2 separate regions of the Pan troglodytes genome follow, and region 1 is linked to region 2. Evidence: chromatin contacts called from public Hi-C data. All regions are on one chromosome and are shown on one strand. The core of a region is the stretch at or near the end of the contact, and the rest is flanking DNA. Distances in the headings are between cores, read along the strand shown.

The links. A called contact is a pair of places that touch in the nucleus more often than the background predicts.
Region 1: a Hi-C map of stem cell-derived neural progenitor cells shows a contact between it and region 2, with 5 times the contacts expected there. The contact joins the promoter of TFAP2E here to the promoter of C1H1orf216 in region 2. A contact is called at or near these places in 5 of 7 Hi-C or Micro-C datasets (blood, induced pluripotent stem cells, a lymphoblastoid cell line and 1 more), 1 of 1 datasets of contacts at active chromatin or transcription factors (stem cell-derived excitatory neurons) and 1 of 1 other capture datasets (stem cell-derived neural stem cells).

What each region holds. Positions count from the first base shown.
Region 1 is chr1:195,421,872-195,425,127 of NHGRI_mPanTro3-v2.0_pri, reverse strand. It overlaps TFAP2E (transcription factor AP-2 epsilon), which reads left to right and starts at 1,633. Exons shown (of 8, transcript XM_016949057.3): 1 at 1,633-1,770. The coding sequence starts at 1,633. It overlaps NCDN (neurochondrin), which reads left to right. Exons shown (of 8, transcript XM_063782953.1): 8 at 997-2,545. The coding sequence ends at 1,433.
Region 2 is chr1:195,268,804-195,271,850 of NHGRI_mPanTro3-v2.0_pri, reverse strand. C1H1orf216 (chromosome 1 C1orf216 homolog) reads right to left here and starts at 1,790. Exons shown (of 2, transcript XM_513309.7): 1 at 1,030-1,790. It overlaps CLSPN (claspin), which reads right to left. Exons shown (of 26, transcript XM_016959054.4): 26 at 1,730-2,369. The coding sequence ends at 2,310.

The sequences.
Region 1 (3,256 bases), core at 384-2,883, 150 kb before region 2:
CCCAGGCCTTGAGTCAGAAACCTGACTTCCTTCCATTGATGTTTTTCTCTGCTCTGCTCGGTACCTCACCCCCATCAGTGACAGGCTTCAGCACTTGGTGTCCCTCTATGCACACCTTCTCCCTAGCTCTGCCTCACTCTGGCTGTTTGCAGGGGGAGGGACGTCCCCTCCAGCCCCTGGCAGCCCTCCGTGTCTCCCTCTTTGCTGTGGGTGTCTGCTTGGGTCCCTCTGTCCCTGCCTGTTCCCTGTGCCCCATCTGTCAGGTTGGAGGAGCTGAGCAGATGCCTGGGAACAGGGCGTAACATGCCCGTACCCTCCACTGCCTCTGTGTTCCTTTTGAGGGGTTCCCAGCAGGGTACCCCGTCATGGGAAGGGGTGCACATCCCTGTACACCAGGAGCCCACTCTGCACTCTCAGTCCCAGGCTGCATCTCTGCAGCCCCCAATTTCATGGTCCCAGTTCTGGCTCACCCTCAAATACCACCAGGTTAGGTTGACAGCTTCCTGGAGAGCACCTGCAGTGTGAGGGTCACCCCCTGAACAGCCGGTAAGCAAAGCAGGGTCACTTGCTTATGTTCCTCTCTGGCGCCCTCTTCTGGCCCAAGGATCAAATGGTGCAACTCCCTTAACCTGTGTCTGACCTCTGTGTCCAGAATCCTGAGGGGTTCTCTCTCCCATCTGACCCTGTGACTCACCCCCACCTCCAGTGCCGGTAGAGGTCTTGGTGGTTGAGTGTACCAAGATGATCACATTTAATTCTCACAACAAATTTCTAAGATGAGCACTATCGGCCCATTTTACAAGTAAAGAAACAGACCCAGAAAAGTTATTTACCCAAGGTCACACAGTGAGCATCTAAGGCAGGGTTTGAACGCAGGCAGTCTGATTCCAGGCTGTGCCCTGGCTCCTGCATGTGTCTACACAGAGGACTAGGGAAGGGTCTGGCACAGCAGCTGGCCTGTCCGATTCATGCCCCACTCCTTCCGTTACCTTGCAGCTCTTCAGGGAACACCAGCATCCCGAGGGTTCTTCGCAGCTGCCATCCTCTTCCTATCGCAGTCCCACGTGGCGCGGGCCACCCCAGGCTCAGACCAGGCAGTGCTAGCCCTGTCCCCTGAGTATGAGGGCATCTGGGCCGACCTGCAGGAGCTCTGGTTCCTGGGCATGCAGGCCTTCACCGGCTGTGTGCCTCTGCTGCCCTGGCTGGCCCCCGCTGCCCTGCGCTCCCGCTGGCCGCAGGAGCTGCTCCAGCTGCTAGGCAGTGTCAGCCCCAACTCTGTCAAGCCCGAGATGGTGGCCGCCTATCAGGGTGTCCTGGTGGAGTTGGCGCGGGCCAACCGGCTGTGCCGGGAGGCCATGAGGCTGCAGGCGGGTGAGGAGACGGCCAGCCACTACCGCATGGCTGCCTTGGAGCAGTGCCTGTCAGAGCCCTGAGGGGTGTCCACCGGGGACAGACCCAGGGGCGGGCAGAGAGGGAAGGAGGGAGGAGGCATCTTCCCTAAAGCCCCCAAACTGGCCCCCCCCTCCCCAGACTTCCTCCCCAAAACACCCCAGCTTTCTGGCTTTTCTGAGGGCAAGGGCATGGTGCCCACCCCTCAAGTGTAAGGAACTGCGTTCCGCCCCTCAGGCCCCCATGGGGGCAGGGATCGGCTTGGAAATCAACGTGGTTGTCCCCGCCAGGCCAGGGAAGGTTGGAGCAGCCCCCAGGGAGGGGGGCACTAGGTGTCATTGTGCCCGATGTCTGGCTCCCCTGCAGGAGGGAGGCTCCAGGGTAAGACAGGGCTGGCAGGAGCAGACTGCCTCAGCCCATGTGCCCTGCCGGCCAGGGTGTGGGCTCCCCTCGGCTGTGGTGCCTCCTCTGGCCCCCCAGGTCCACGTCCTTTAAATTGGCCCTTTGGCTCTTGCCCTTGGCTCCCTTGGGCAGACAGCAGGCTTAGGCCATTGATATCGCAGTTCTTCCTATCAGCTTCAGTGACCCAGGGTCTGAACTGCCCCCATCCTAGGGCAACCTGGGGCAGACAGGCCTGGTGGGGGGTGGGGAAACCTCCTTCCACCTGAGCTTGCTTGAAGGGACCCAGGAGTCTCTGGGCCCAGATCCTTAAACCTTTGTGTCGTGTTGCAGCAGAGTGACGATGGGGGTTGGGGGGGTTATTTATTTTGCCTGTCCTTATCCCTGCTTGGACACCTGAGCATCTGATTCCTGTCCCCCTGGTGCCATCTGGCCTGGCTGGAGCCAGGAACAGGAGGGACACTTCCCCAGAATCCGCATGTTTCCCCAGTGATTGCACTCCACTGCCACCGTGGTGCCTGGCTTTAACTCCCACCCCTGCTATGACTCCTCTCTGCAGAGACGCGACTGGCGGCTCCAGCAGGGACTACCTTTCTTGTAAACCCAGGGGGACCACACACACACACATACACACACACACACACACACACACACACACACATACTCTTGATCCCTTGCTTCCCTCCCCCAGTGCGTTCTGTGATCGCCAAGTTCAAAGCTGTGCACATGTGGACACTCAATAAATGTTCATTGGTGACGAGAAGCCTCCTGCGTGGTCTGCCCTGCACCTGCTCTCTCCCTTCCAGGCTCCATCAGTTCACAGCTACCAGGTGCTGAACACATGCCCTGCTAAACACATCATGAGACCTCATTCAGCCCTTCCAAGAATCCTCTGAAGGGTTCTGATTTTACAGACAAAGCAACTTTGGCATGGATAAGTGATTGGCTCAAGGTGTTGCCGCTAGTCAGTGCCAGAGCCAGGACTCCACACAGGCCGTCCGACTCCCCAGCCCACATCTTTCACTTGTACAGCAGATTGCCAAACTCATGTTGATGTGGCCAGGCCTTGTGGGGGCTCTGGTGCTCTCAAGTACAGATGAAGCACTGCACCCCCGCCCCCATGTCACTGGGTTGCTGCCAAGTGGCCCTGTCATATCCTCCCATTTTTAAAGAAGTCAGGAATCCTAATTTGTATGTGAAACCCAACTTTTGAATGTCAGTAACTATCTTTAATTAAATAACTACTGATCCAACAAAACATGCAGTCCAAATGTAGCTTTCAGGTTACCAGCTGTTGATCCTGTATGCCAAATGAGAAGCCAGAGGGCCTGCAAGCTTCAGCAGATGAGCCAAGTACCCACTATGGGTACTTCACCAGTCCTGAGCCAAAGCTGTGAGGTTGGAGCCAGACAGGCCCCAGACCCATACCCTCCGCAACCTCCTCCACCTAGGCCCTCAAACCTATAAG
Region 2 (3,047 bases), core at 541-3,040:
CCCTGGCATACATGGTCGACGATCAGTGAATGTCTATTCAACTGGCATTTTTGGTTTGTGGTAATGATCTTGTAATAGCAGTTTGTAATCTGGCTTGGACCTCCTGTATATATCCTCCATCATATTCCCCAGAGTCAGCCAGCATAGAGCCCTGAACCAGGCTGTCTGTGCATACAGGTACTTGCTAAGTGAGTGAATGGGAGAAGAGACTGCAGTGAATTTCCATGCTCAGGAATCCACTCTCGACTCCCCAGGGCTGGAAGAGCTGGGTTCTGGAAGAGCTGGGTTTGGTTCCCTTTCCTACCCCAGCCAGGGAGCCCCGCCTTCCCCAGTGACAAGCTTTTCTTCTGAGCCTGCCCCGTTCCCTCCCAATGCCTCTGGAACACGGCCACTATCTTGCGTCCCCGTCCCTAGCTTGCTCCATCCTGAGGCCCTGGAGGGAGGGCATACCACACCACTCTTCTCTCCTCCATAACCTGCTTCTAACCAAAATTAGGGTTTGAACTGACAAAGGGATTCTACTGACCAAACAGCACTGGGATTAGAACAATTGAAGAGCATGAAGAGGAAGGATATTGTAAGTGGAGCCGGCACTGGAAGGCGCTCCATACGTGGCATGGACCCTCCCCACCCCCAGCAATGGGCAGAAGTCCTGGGGAGAAGGGTGTAAGAACAGTTCCTTTCTAATCGCCCTCTAAGCAAGGCTTGTGGGAAGGTGCCTAGAGATCTCCCCTCGCCCCAATTTTTTATTTTTCCTATACTTGGATGGGGCCGTGAAGAAGCTGGGATGGGGTGGGGGTGGCGCTAGGGATCACAGGGTTCTCAGAGATAGTAAAATGGGAACCCCGACACGCCAAGACTAGGTCTCCGCCCAAACAGGAGGCAGCCTCCTTTTCTGGCCTTGCGGGAGTGAGAGACCACCCCAGGAGACAGAGACCATCCTTCCCTAGTCTCCTCGAAGGAGGCCGCTGTGACTCCCCGCTTCCCGCGGCTGGGCCCCAAGCCCCCCCGCCCCCGCCTCGGACTCACGGCGTAGAGGCGCCCGCTCCGGCGCGTCTGGCTCTGGCTCCGCCCGGCCCTGGTGGTGTCTAGTCCCTGGGCTGGGGGTTCCTCGGCCTGGGCGTCTCCGCGGTCCAGGCGTGGGTGCGGGGATCCCGGGCAGCGCGCCCAGCCCCAGGCCCGGACTGCGGAGTCAGGCGGCGTCTGCGCAGCTGGGCGGAGCTGCCGGTCCCACGTGGGCCGGTTCGGTTTTCCGCGGAGCCGCGCGCCAGGCCCCTGCGCCGGAACCGCTTCGCCCCCGCGCGGGGCCGCATTGACCCAGGCCTTCCAGGTCCGGTGCTCTCTCCTATTGGCATTCGCTGGGCCCTTCCCATCAGTTAGCCTCGCTGCAGACACCGTGCCATTTTCAAGTGAAATCTGATTAGTCACCACCTTCCGGCGTTAAACTCCTCAATGGCTTCCCCACCGCCGGGACAAACCCTAAGGCGGCAGCCGCGGGGCTCTGTGCGTCCTGCCCTTCGTCTGCCTCTCCGGCTTCGTCCTCTACCCTCCCTCTCCGCAGTTACCCTCCCGCACGCCCCTTTCCGCCACGCGGCTTTGGCACGCACTGTTCCCTCGGTCTAGCATTCTCTTCCCCCTCTCGACTTACTCCTATTTCAGATCTCTTCTCGGAGAGATCTCTGACTCCCTAGATCACATTCGTTCCCCCCTTTATGTCAGAGCACATTCCTTTTCTTCATAGCATTTATCACAATTTGGAATTATATATTCCTTTTTGTGCTTACTTGACTAAAGTCACTGAGGCCGGGTGCGGTGGCTCACGCCTGTAACCCCAGCACTTTGGGAGGCCGAGGCGGGCGGATAACCTGAGGTCAGGAGTTCGAGACCAGCCTGGCCAACATGGTGAAACCCCACCTTTACTAAAAATACAAAAATTAGCCGGGCTTGGTGTCAGGCGCCTGTAATCCCAGCTACTTGGGAGGCTGAGGCAGGAGAATCGCTTGAACCTGGGAGGTGGAGGTTGCAGTGAGCCAAGACTGCACCACTGCACTCCAGTCTGGGCAACAGAGTGGGACTCCATCTCAAAAAAAAAAAAAAAGAGAGAGAGAGAGAGAGAAAGAAGATCCAAGCCTGGGACAGGGCTCAGGGCTGATGTCCTGTACCCAGGACGGGGGCTCTCTGCAGGACACAGAGCCCACCCATGATGCCGTGAAGTGGGTACCAGTGCTTTTGCCCAGGTGAGGAGGAACAGCGTGATAAAAAAGGGTCTTGGGTTCCAAACTCCAGTGGATTCTTCTCAGAGCTCCACTCTACTGAAGCTTGATCCCCCTCACTCTTTTGCATCCTGGGGAAATGTGAAGTTGGGGGCCCTGTTTGGAATAAAAGAGAACAGAGTTCAGTAATTGCTGACCCTAATATATGAGGTGCCCTCTTCCAGTTTCAATTTGATTCCAAGTCACCATTCTGCAACCTAGAGACTAATTGGCAAATTAAATCACACCAAGAAATCCTATATGCAAAAAGAGAAAACGGAAAAGAAATTTTTATGATTATGATGACTATTTTAAGAGGGAAAAGGAAATAAGGAGAAGGCAGAAGTAATTCAAACTTTGCACACTCCTCCAGCTAAGAAAATACAGGTGGAGACGTCAGCCCCATTTCTACATCAGATCCTGTGGCCTAAGTCTTCTCCCTTCCCTTATCCACTTCAGGTTCCCCTGGCCTTCAGCCTGGGGTGACCCAAATCCTCACTTTTTTTTTTTTTGAGATGGAGTCTCGCTCTGTCGCCTAGGCTGGAGTGCAGTGGCGCAATCTCGGCTCACCGCAACCTCCACCTCTCGGGTTCAAGAGATTCTCCTGCCTCAGCCTCCTGAGTAGCTGGGATTACAGGTGCATGCATCACGTCAGCTAATTTTTGTATTTTTAGTAAAGATGGGGTTTCACCATGTTGGTCAGGTTGGTCTTGATCTCCTGACCTTGTGATCCACCCACCTCGGCCTCCCAAAGTGCTGGGATTACAGGCGTGAGCCACCATGCCTGGCCCAAAT